Regions from separate parts of the Mus musculus genome. Here region 2 is linked to region 1. A link is a contact called in public Hi-C data. All regions are on one chromosome and are shown on one strand. The core of a region is the stretch at or near the end of the contact, and the rest is flanking DNA. Distances in the headings are between cores, read along the strand shown. Region 1 overlaps Abr (active BCR-related gene). Region 2 overlaps Abr (active BCR-related gene).

Region 1 (6,129 bases), core at 3,481-5,980:
AAGCTGTGTGGTAGCTGTGGTAGCTCAAGCCCCTATGACAGGAGCACCTGTCTTTCCCTGCTGATTGCCACAGGCTGGTAGCTCCTACTCAGACTGGAAACAGTGCTTTTGGAAGAAAACTCCTTTTTAGTACCAAGCAGTAGGTCACAGAGCTGGGAATGACAGCTGCCGACCCGATGCTCTATAGCCCCAGCAGAACTCAATTCACGAGAGACAGCCTACCCCACAATTTCCTGTATACTTGGGATTACCCACAGGCCTGAATTTAGAAGCCAGGGTAGAAGCATTCCAACTGGGTTCTGTCTGCTGTTCCTAGGCTCTGGAGCACGCATGGCATTGTGGCTGCCCCGTGGCAGTGCTTGGCTGTTGAGAGTGTAAAATCTAAGGCAAAAGTACCACGAGGTATGTGTGATTCCAGGTTCCAGGACAGGGCCTGTCTTCACCTGGACACCTGATTCAGCCACAGAAGCTGCTCTCCAGGAGAATGTACACTAGGATAGCCACTGCGGGTCCTTACACTGAAGACTGGCTTCCCTTGACTTGCCACTGCTGGCCGCTCCACTCATCTTGTTCCTTCACAGCCTGGGTGCCCACCATACCCTTCAGGTGCAATCCTGACCTCTCTTAATGGCAGGACACTTGTGGGTCATTACACTCAAAGAAAACAGAACACTGGGGAAAAGGAACAGAAAATCCAGCAATAGAAGAAACAGCTGAAGATACCGACTGGTAGGCAGGAGATAGAACAGACAAACCCCAGAAATGGCAATTCTCAAATAGAACATTCCAGAAATGAGCTTTCCAGCTCTGTGCTGAGGATTAGTGTGTGTCTGTCTCCTTGTTCAGCATTTGCACAGACAGCAAGGAAAGCAGATGCGCTTCCACACGTGGAGAGCAAGGAGGCCAAGGGCAGCACGTCAGACAGGCCAGCACTGCCCAGGGCCCCTGCAGAACTTTGCGGTGATGGAGCAAAAGCCCATGCTGCACATGCATGCAGCAGGCTGGGAGGTGGCAAGGGCAGACACTGCAGGGAGGCTGCAATCTGGGAGCAGGGCCAGGAGAGGAGAAGCTGGCAGTAGTTACGAAGCGCAAAGTAAAAGTCCTTGGACCGGACTCAGGCAGAAAGTGAGTGCTGGGAGAAATGAAAGAACAAAGCAATCTGTCTGTGCCCATACCAGCTCGGCCACTACCTTTTCTGCAATGACAATAATACATAAAACAATTCCTGGACAGCACGGAGCATCAGACACACTCGGGTACAGAAGATAGGAGCTGGGGTGTGGTGAGGAGGCGGGGGCTGGTCAGCTGGCTTTGTACAAGGTGGCACAAAAGATGCACATGTTCCAGTTCTTGGAAGGTGGCTTCCCTTGGACTCTGGAGTGCTAGGCTGGGGAGTTTCTGTTGCAGTCTTTCAAGTCTATGTCGGGGCCCGGCTGGAGGGCTGGCCCCTGGCCGCCCCCACAGCTGCCCACCCCAGGCTACACGTCTGTGGAGAAGTACAGTGTGTTCCGCTTCAGTTCTGCGAAGGAAATGGGGGGATGCTGCAGGTAGTAGAGGAGGACCTGGACCTGTGAGGAGACAGGGAGACTGAAGTTGGGGTCCTCGCCTTCCAGACCCTCCTCCCCTGCTATGCTGAAAAGGAATGATTGCCAGGCCACAGCCAAGAGTTAACCCACGTCACTCCCCAGACTCACTCCTGCTTCTTCCCCTTTCCCTGAAGCCCAGATCGCTTTGCTCATTTACAGCACTGGAGGGTGCTGCAGGGTCAAGGGTCAGGGAGCCACTTCCTTGTCTAAGTCAAAAGCTTTCAGCATGGGCCTGAGATGGGTGCTGAAGATGAGCCTCTTGACCCTGAAAGCAACCCTGGGGCTTTCATTCACGAGGTCAATCCCCAGCTCTCAGTCTTCTGTCCCTCTTCTGAGACTGAAGCCCTCAGGAAAGCAGCTAGCACCTGGGACAGACATTCTTCAACCATGTGTAGACTCATACATTGTTGTCTTGCCTTGAGCAGGAAGGGTGCTCTGCAGCCAAGTGCTTGGGCACCCTATATACCATTAATTCAGCTGCCTAGCAGGGGAGGTGGGGCCTCCTACACAGTGCTGGTAGTACCTGGGCCATGACATCATGGGACCAGATGTCTGCAGCTGATGTGAGATGTGCTTTGCTCTCCACTTCTGATGGTCTCAGTAACGTGGGGCCAAACACCGTGGCAAGGTTGTGAAGTGACATCTTGTTGATGGGCTCCTTCTCAGCAACCCTGAGAGAAAGGAAGGCGAACAGAGTCACTCCTCAGCGGCCACAGGAGCCCCAAGAAGCTAAAGGTACTTGTAGAAGCTCCCTCAAAGACACCAAAGCGGCAGACACCTAACCTCCCTTCCAATAGGTGGGAAAGACATTAGGCGAAGGGACTGAGGTCCCAGCTACGTCCTAGTAAACTGCTGTAACATACCCCTACTAGCTCCTAAGCTATGTGCCATGCTGATGGAAAATTGCCAAGCCTAAGGACTAACCACTACCCAATGGCATCCCTCTTGACTTAGATAAGATGGAGACAGCTCTAAGGACTCTTCCTGTAATCCTGTATGTTGTCGTCATCCCCTCTACAGAGGTGAGGGAACCAAATAAGAGGTTTAGTGATGTCCCTACAGTCACACAGCTAATAGGTGCTAGAGCTGGTTTCTGAGCGATGAGTAGTCTCCCCAGGAGCCACTCCAGAGCCCAACAGTAGTACACTTATGGGAAGTCAGCAGTGGAGAGGGCAGAGCAGAGAGGACCTGCTGCCCAGAGGCAGCTGCTAGCTGAGCCTACAGTTATCCAGGCTGTGTTGTAGCAGGAACAGTCTACACCACAGGCAAGTCTGGAGGCTGAATTCCCCATTGTCTCTGAAGAGCCTGCTCATGGGCCTGCTCTGACTCTTTCCAGATCTCCCCTTCTATTATGTAATAGACTAGGTTGATCTGTCCCCTGAGTGAAAGTGGGAACTACCATCTCTGGCTACTGTCGAGGAAGGCTCAGTATCACCAAACACACCAAGAAATTTTGGACCTCCCCCGACTCCATACTAGGAAATGTTTCTGGAGTCTCCATACACACAAACCCTGGATAGGGCCTCTCATCCTATTCTCCCACCAGGAGAGTCACAAATGTGCCTGCTGACTACTTTGGAAACAGGCAAATGTAGTGCCAGCAGACAGCTGTGCAGCTGGCTAGCCTCTACCTCGTGTACACACACACACACACACACACACACACACACACACACACACACACACACACGGGCCCAGTTCCCAGGATGGAAAACCTAATGCATTTTTTCCCTTCCCATTCCTCCTCAGCATGTCCTCTCACAATGTTCACCAAACTAGTTGGTTGGGACTTTGGTCCTGGCCAAACCAGAGGGAGGGACATTGTCTCAAGATGAGAAAAACAAGACTCCAGCGCCAGCTGTGACTAGGTCCCCACTGGCGCCCTCCAGAGCCTGGCCTGCCTGAACCACAGCCAGCACCCAGATGAGGGGATGAGCTCAGAGGCGCTGGCCCATGGTAGCAAGTGGATTTAAGGAATACCAAGTGACCTCCTTCCAACTGGTGTCTGTAATTAGTCCTGGGCTAAAAAGTAAGTGATGAGGACAGGCTGGTACTAAGTTCAGTACTAAATAGTGATGTCAGCTTAACAGCTCTGGTTTGCCCTGACCATAGGAGGGGCAAGGGAAGGTGAGAAGGGCCTTAGTTTAGGACTTGTGGGCATTAAGTACAATTTTACAGCTAAGCCAAGCAAGTCCCTGCTGGGCTTAGGGTCTCAGTTTCCCTGTTTCATAATGTATGGGCCAAGACCAGTAGGCTTCAAATTCTTAACTGACTCATAATGAACACATCAGATGATGTAACAACCCAGGACACATGGACAGGTAATGGAATAAAGCAATCTTTTTGCCTGGAGCTCACCCTTCTGCTACCCTTTCTATTTCACTTAAAAAATGCTGCACTGGGCTAGCAGGACGGCTCAGTGGCTAAAGGCCCTTACTGCCAATTCTGACACCCTGAGTCCAGCCCTCAGAAGCTACATAATAGAGTCGACTTCTACAATCTCCACATGCGAACCACACATGCATACACGCATGCACACAATAAATAAATGTAAACAGAACAAAAAGTTGTACTAACTAAATAAATGGCTGCTTTTGGGGCCCACAGATTAAACCCACCTGAGGCCCTTTGGTTCACCCCACCATTCTACGAGAGTCTCCTTATGTTTCCCAAGCTAGTTCTTGATTGTTCAAGCAATCCCCCTGCTTCAGCATCTTGACCACAGGCATGTGCTATGGTACCATGGCCAATTATTTTATACTGCAATTAGGAGCCAGTTTCCCAACAACCAATTGTGAGCTCAGGACAGGGAGAAACAAGCGCTCAGCCTGCTGCGGGTGGCCTAGCACAGGCCAGGACCCAGGAGGTGGAGCTGAGACGATCGGTCTGGTGGGACAGGACAGGAAGCTGCTCTGGGCTGGGCCCTGCCTCTCCTCCTTACCTTTTCAAGTGTTCCAGCAGGAAAAGGAAGGTGATGAGGTTGGGGTCAGGCAGGGAGCGGAGTAGGTGCATCATGCAGTTCTCCTTGGCAGCAGGGTCTGACAGGGCTGCAGGAGGAGAAAGGGCTAGGGCAGGGCCTGCCTGGAAGGCCAGAAGCCTGGACCACAGAGAGAAGGCCTGACCTGTGTGTGGCCTGTCAACAGTGGGTTTCCCTAGGATGCCCAACCATGACTCATAACGTGGCTAGAAGGTAGGCTGAGGGAGCAGCCTCTCCCTTCCCTTCTCACTGACCATTACCCCGGTTCACCCAACCCAAACTCCATGCTAGTTTAATCCACTAGTCACAAGTTATTACTAGGGGTGGGGATGTTCTCTGTCAAACAGCTCTGAAGCTGGCCTATACTGAACAGCCTCCCCTAGGCTTCACATTCTCTACAGGGTCTCAAGTCTTATCTGCCTCAGGAGAAGAAGGGAGCACTGTGCCAGGCCTGGAAGTGGCCCTTGTAGGTGGTCACAGGAGCTCCACTGGCAAGTACCTAGGCAATGAGGAGAGCCACTCCGTGGGGCTCAGAACAGCTGTCCCCAGTAAACTACAGCTTTAACCAGCTTCTTCCCTAGCTCTAGGCCCTGCCAGCTCAGGGCCTTCTTCCATAAATGCCTGTGTCTCCAGGATCAGTGTGTAAGGGGGAGTCACAAAAGGGACACATGGACAGCGGGACAGGTAAAAGGGCCCAGCCTCAGCAGGCTGCACTTCATTCTCAGGTCCTTCAGTCACAAGAACAAGACTGCTCTGGACAAGCCACTGGCAGGAATGCCTGGGGCATTTCCTCCTGCTTTTCATGTTACCAGTCTAGGAGACTCAGCCCAACCAACCCTCAAGACTGCAGAAGCCTCACCAATGCCCTCCATGAAGGCTGGATAAAGTCTATCTGTAAGGAGGGGCTCAGGCAGCTCCCGAAAGTATAGCTTGAGGGTCCCAGCGATGGCGTTGATGTCCATGTCGCTCAGCATCAGTAGGATGTCCTTGTTATCTGTACAGGAGGGGGCAAGGTCAGAGGCTACACTCACCTCCGAGACATCTCAGGGGCAGCCCTAAGTACTGTTTCCGTCCCTCATATCTGTCCCTCGAACCTCTACGCACTGCACTCCTTTACTGCCTCCCCTTAGGAAGGTAGGGTATACATGGTGCCCACAAGCTCTACCATATGTCAATGCAGATGCTATCTGTGGGCAAGGGCATCAAGGGACAGGTTAGAGTCTATCTGCTGTGACTTCTCAGAAGAAAGGAGGGACATAATGAGTTGCTCAGAGTACCAGAGTGATACCCACCCCACATAGCACACACCTAATTACGTGGTCTAGGGAGCCATATATCATCATGTTCCCAGCCCCTAGCCTACCCTCACCCTACGTGGACTCATCATGGCTGCCTGCCTAGCTCAAGCATCCTGAACGCTGGATATAATACCAGTGCCTTAGCCCGACCCAGCCTGATAGAAGAGGGGAAACTGAGGGCCAGGACCCGCCACAGAAGAGACCTGCCACATGGTAACAGGGCCCGAAGACAGCAGGGAGGAAGAAGTCTGAGCCAGCAATGTATACT
Region 2 (6,029 bases), core at 255-2,754, 110 kb after region 1:
TCAGTGGGCAGTGTCTCTGGGAGGATGGTGAACGGTCCAGGGGTCATGGCAAGGAAGAGGACTTCCCCATGACATCAGTTGCCCTGGTGAGGAGCCTTACCTCCCTCTCTCTCGCTCTCTTTCTCGCTCTCTCTAATTTATTTATTTATTTATATGAGTACAGTGTAGCTGTCTTCAGACGCACACCAGAAGAGGGCATCAGATCTCATTACAGATGGTTGTGAGCCACCATGTGGTTGCTGGGAATTGAACTCAGGACCTCTGGAAGAGCAGTCAGTGCTCTTAACCACTGAGCCATCTCTCCAGCCCCAAGCCTCACCTCTATTATAAGCACCTAAGTCCCCACTCAGCCTGGAGAGGCTTATCCTTTCACCTGGCAGTAAGATATCCCAGCCTCATCACCAGAGAATAGCAGCCTCCATCAGGAACCAACCACAAGGCCAGACATGAGGAGTCAGATGTCTCTGCTTGGCTGCCACAGCAAGGATAGCTGCAGAGAACAGGCTGGATACGAGAGGCCAAGAGACAATGGACACCAGGCCTCCAGGCTAGTGGGCCTGCCTTGCTCTAGGGAGATCAGTTGGGTTACAGGGTCAGCTAGCTCTGTTCCAAATAGAGCTAGAACTGTCCCCTCCGTGCCTGGATATGAAGACAATGGCAGACACTGTTTGCACACAAACTTCGGCCTGGCTGATAATGAAAATCACATTTCACACTCGGGACAGATGGGCAGGTAAATGATACATCCCAGTCTCTCAGGAGAAAAAAAAAAAGTGAAGGTGGGATTCTGAATGGAAGGCCAGAGGAGGCCTACAGTGCCCAGACTCCCAGGCTTCCTGAATTCATCATTAGCTGTGTGACTTGGGCAAACTGCTTAACCTCTGTGTTTATAAAATAAGGGAAGAGCAGCACGCAGGCTCTCATAGAGCTCTTGTGGCCGCCAAGAGAGTGAGTTTAGGTAAAACCTGGCATGTAAACAAGTGATGGTGCTGGCTGTTATTATCAGCACTGAAGTTATTGTTCTGATTTCTTACTGTCTTGGCCTTGGGAAAGAGCCTAAGAAGGCCAGCTACATGCTGTGTGGGTAGCGCATACACTGCCAACTATAACAGAGGCACAACAGGACAGACCTCACACATGGTAGCTGTGCTCCCCGATCTGACAGCCCGCTCCCTCTGTGGCTGCCACTCATCCTCAGCCCCAGATCTGGACTCCTTCCTGAGAGCCCAGGGCCCTTCCACAGACTTAGGCAAGCTGCATAGGCATGTGGTCCATGCAAGCCCACCCCCACCAGGAAACAACCACTCAAGGAGGGAAAAGAGGAGGGGTGGGAAGTGCACAGACAGTAGCTTCCCTAACCCCACACTCCTGCAAAAGCACAAAGTACAGCCACCAACACGCACAGCTCACAGCACTGTCCCCAGCTGTCCCTCCAGAACTGGTAGGTTAACGTGTGCTCACTCCTTCCCTCTGCCTCTCCTGGGTTGGGGGAGGTCACATGAGCTGACTCACAGTCATCCTTCTGGAAGGGAAGAGTCAGCAGAACATTTGGTAAGAAGAACTCAAGCTCTGGAACTAGACTGCCTGGCTTGAATCCCAGCCTCCACCTCCTATCAGCTGTGTGACCTTGGCAAGTCACCGTAACCTTTCTGTGCCTCTATTTTGCCTTCAAAATGGGATAATAATAGCAGCCAAATGCAAAGGGTTTTGGTGAGGAGAGATGAGTCAGCACATTCTGAGTGAATTTCAGCTATGACTGAAAAGCTCCCTTAGGTAGACCCGATTTCTGAGCTCTCAACAGGCCCAGACCCTCAGATCCAGACATTTTACTCACCCCTAATCACTTCTGAGAATTTATCGGACAACTGGTCCTTATCTGCAAAGGGACCTGAGGGTCTGCGGATGTGCCAAGCATATGTTAATGTTCCACCCTGACAGGGTCTCCTCTGCCTCCGGGCTGCACCATGGCGGCAGGCCACAAGATCATCACTCCTGTCCGGAGATCACAGCAGCTGCGTGTGTCACACCCCAGACAGACCTGAGAATATTTCCCGCAGAGACACTGCTGAGACGTTCTACTTAGGGATGACTGTTTCTTCCCTGGCCATTTTAAGGGTTTGTGACTTGGAGAGGTCTCTGGAATCCAGAAAAGCACAAGACAGAGAAGCAGAGCTGTGATGTCGCCCTCTGGGCAAGGTGTTAATAAGCTCTTCCTTACGCTCTTTGCCGCTTTGCTATGTAGGGGCAGCATTTTCTTGCCAGATCAGAGCATAGGCTAAGTCAGAAAACTGAGGCGGCTCTACTGTGATGCTGACACCTGACGGGTGCTCAGTGTGTTAGAACAGAATTTCGTCTCCTTTCCCACTGATGACAAAGATGAGAGACAGATCTGACTGCCTGCCCAGGTCTGTTATATTCAGCCAGATGATGTGTTCTGTTAGGGGGGAGGGAGGAAAACCTGCAGAAGGCAGCCCAAGCAGGTTTATCATCTCAGATTTGGAGCTCTGGGAGATGAGAGGATACCCTGACCTTTCTCTGTCTCCGAATTCTAGCTCACTTAGTCAAATTCCAGTTTCACCCCAACCCCAGAACTAGGCAGAGGAGCCAATGCAGGGGCCACTTGTGTCCTTTAGTTAAACACACCTGATGCCCACCAGCTTCTGGCTCAGCCCCATCCTGCCTGCTGAAGCAGATGACACCTCCACGGAGTGATGGGAATGTAGACCCACCAGAACTGGGTGCCTATCACACTGCAACACCACAAGGTGAAGAAAAACACACCCTCCACTACTTCATCCTTCTCTCTGTTTTGTAGCCTGGTAGTCACCATAGCAACAGGCTCCAGCTCCAGCCTGCCAGGCCAGGCTGATGCAATTCTCAGCCAGTGAGCGGCTCAGACTCACTCACACAGCTCTGTTCTCACTCAGGGGTGGGCGGGGGGCTGGGGGGGGGGTAAGAACAAATGAGGAAGGAGGAGAGAGGGGTGCAGCTGACAGACACTCTGCTCCCCCATTCGTTCAAGAGCTGAATCCAAAGGACCAAGACCATGAAGTGAGCAAAGGCTTCTCTTCCCACATCCCTAACGAACAGTGTCACTGCAATGGATGCCACCTGTGGAAGATCAGGGAAGTCACACTGTGCCAAAGTACACTCTACTCTCCTAAGACTCCTTTCTCATCCGCTGACTCTGCACCCTGCAGCCCACCCCTCCTCTGAACTCACGGGCAGCCCAACTCTTCAGAAGTCAACAGGTGCAGGGTTGGGGGTGTGGCTCTGGAGTAGAGCATTTGTTAAGCATGTACCCAGTCCTGTGTTCTGTCTCCAAGACAGCAAAACAAACCAACAAAAAACAAACAAACAAACAAACAAATCAGAAAGGGACACACATAGCTTCATACACTCTGTATCAGCTGCATGGTCCCCATAATCTCAGCCCTCTCTTGCAAGCTGACATGTTCCCATAATGCCTCCAAACTTTCAGCCCCACTCTGAGGGTCTCCCAGCTTCCCTGGGAGTTCTACTCGCTCTACATTTAGGATATACCTGCCAAGACCCACCCAACCCAACCCATTGGCTCACCAATGCCACCAACTTCAGGAAAGAAGAACTAGGAAACGTAAAGGGTCAACTCACCCAGTCCTCACCACCCCCAAAGGCCACAGGCAAAGAGCCCATGTTTTCAGGAGAGCTGGCAAGGCTAGAGTCCCCCCAGCCTCCGAGTGCCTACCCATGGATGCAGGATTCGCCCTCCCGTGCAGGCCACCGTCAGTGCAAATGCCTGTAGTGCCAGGAACGCCTCCCTCCAGCTGGCTGGCTCTCTTTCCCACCTGGTCCTTGGAGCTCTCCTACCCAGGGCACTCAGGGCACCCACCCAATCAGTAGCTGAGATTCACACCAACAGGCCCTGCTCTGGGACCTGCACCCTGGCAGAGGCCTGCACTGGGGCACCTCACTGCCACCTCCCTGGCCACCCTGACAGATACGGGAAATGATTAGCTGGGAGAGCCTCTTGGGAAAAGCGTTCACCATGGGATGCCCAGTAACTCGTCCTGTGTCCTGCGGGAGCTTCCAAGACTACAGAGAAGTGGAAAACTGCTGGCAGCGGCTTCCAATAAACATCTTCAGGGCAGAGCTGAAGAGTCCGGAAATAATCCTATATAGCTATGATCAAGGACTTTTTTTTTTTTTTTTTGCTTTTGCTTTTCAGTCTCTTTCTGTAGCCTAAATGGGCTCAAATCTAACCTGCTCTGCCTTAGTCTCCCAAAGGGGCACTACAGGTAGCCAACTGATTTTTTGTATTGTTTTCTGGTACAGGGATTAAGCCCAGGACATCGTACATTTGGGGAAAGCACTGCCTCCCATCATTTGAATCCTGACAAGGATGCCAATGCTACTCTATAGGGAAAGAACAGACTTTTCAACAAATGGCACCAGCACAACGGGATTACCAAACATAAAACAGTGAAATGGAACTCATTTAGGAAGTTAACTCAGGTGGCTTAGGCAATAAAAGAACTTGCCATACAAGCCTGGTAACACAAGTTCAAGACCTGGGGCCCCTGTAAAATCAGAAGGAGAGAACCCTAAAGTTGTCCTCTGATCTCCAAACAAAGCATAGCATACGTGTGCCCAAGCATGCGAACACACACACACACACACACACTGATAATAATTTTTAAAATTTAATTCGAAGCTGGAGAGGTGGCTCATTGGTAAGGCATACCAAAAGCTCTTGCTTGACTGTGCATGACAGTACATGCCATTAACCCTAGCTCTCAGGAGAAGTAGAGGCAAACAGCTATCTGTTAATTTAAGGCCAGCCCAATCTACACAGTGAATTCCAGACCAGCCATGGATACACAGTAAGACCCTGGGAAAACAAAACAACACTATTAACTGAGTTAGGTATAGTGGCTCAAATCTGTGATCCTACCACTGAGTGGGCTCAGGCAGGAATTTGAGGCTAGCCTACACCACATAGTAAGAACCTGTCTCTACAAATCAAAACAAAAGCACTTAAAATTAAAGATGAATTAACTCAGGAGGCAGAGGCAGGGGGATCTCTGTGAGTTTGAGGCTAGTATGGTCTCCAGAGCAAGTTCCAGGGCAACCAAGTCTACACAAAGAAACCCTGTTTTGAAAACCTGGGGGGGGGGAGGGAAAAGGCTGAACTGAAGAAGGCTGGGAGATGGCTCAGCAGTTAAGACACCGGTTACCCTTCCAGAGGACTTCAGTGTGATTCCCAGCACCCACAGAGTAACTCACACCATCTGCAACTCCAGTTCTGGGGAGCTGATGCCCTCTTCTGGCCTCTAGGCACGTGTGTGGTACACAGACATACACGCAAAAAAACAAACAAAAACAGTCATACCCGTAAGTGCATGAATTAAAGGTAAAAGCTGCAGCTATGAAATACTTAGATGAAAATATAGCAGTGGTTCTTCACGACCTTAGATTGGACAAAGGATTCTTAGATAACAGTATCAAGGGCTGGTGAGATGGCTCAGTGGGTAAGAGCACCCGACTGCTCTTCCGAAGGTCCGAAGTTCAAATCCCAGCAACCACATGGTGGTTCACAACCATCCGTAATGAGATCTGATTCCCTCTTCTGGAGTGTCTGAAGACAGCTACAGTGTACTTATATATAATTAAAAATAAATAAATCTAAAAACAAAAACAAACAAAAAAACAGTATCAAAAGTGTGGTAGTTTGATGAGAATGGTCCCCATAGGCTAATATATTTGAATGTTTAGTTCCTAATTGGTGGACTATTTAGGAAGGATTAGAAGGTGTGGCCTTGCTGGAAGACATATCTTACTGGGGATGGACTCTGAAGTTTTAAAAGCCTAATCAGTTTCCAGTTCTTGATTGCTCACTTTCTCACAGTTGAGTCTTGATATGTGAGCTCTCAGCTATGGCTCCAGTGCCTGCTGCTTGCCTGCTGCCTGTCTGTCTGCCTGCCTACTGCCTGTCTGTCTACCTGCCTGCTGCCCTCCTGCCTTCCTGCCTGCATGGCTTCAGTGCTCTG

Evidence for each region. Hi-C and Micro-C count contacts between places; a contact is called where the count stands out from the background.
Region 2: a Hi-C map of pancreatic cancer cells shows a contact between it and region 1. The contact joins two enhancer-like sites. A contact is called at or near these places in 1 of 484 Hi-C or Micro-C datasets (pancreatic cancer cells) and 1 of 9 other capture datasets (liver).

The regions. Positions count from the first base shown.
Region 1 is chr11:76,417,626-76,423,754 of GRCm38.p6, forward strand. It overlaps Abr (active BCR-related gene), which reads right to left. Exons shown (of 23, transcript NM_198895.2): 20 at 5,423-5,557; 21 at 4,528-4,633; 22 at 2,110-2,257; 23 at 1-1,568. The coding sequence ends at 1,479. Among named protein-coding and RNA genes, the nearest start is that of Timm22, 14 kb to the left of the region's middle. Within about 2 kb of position 4,731, at least 14 of the 459 cell types and tissues checked have an H3K27ac peak or open chromatin away from gene starts, as enhancers often do. A contact at or near this core is called in pancreatic cancer cells, where this site is marked.
Region 2 is chr11:76,528,372-76,534,400 of GRCm38.p6, forward strand. All of the region lies in intron 1 of Abr (active BCR-related gene), which reads right to left. Among named protein-coding and RNA genes, the nearest start is that of Abr, 40 kb to the right of the region's middle. Within about 2 kb of position 1,505, at least 99 of the 459 cell types and tissues checked have an H3K27ac peak or open chromatin away from gene starts, as enhancers often do. A contact at or near this core is called in pancreatic cancer cells, where this site is marked.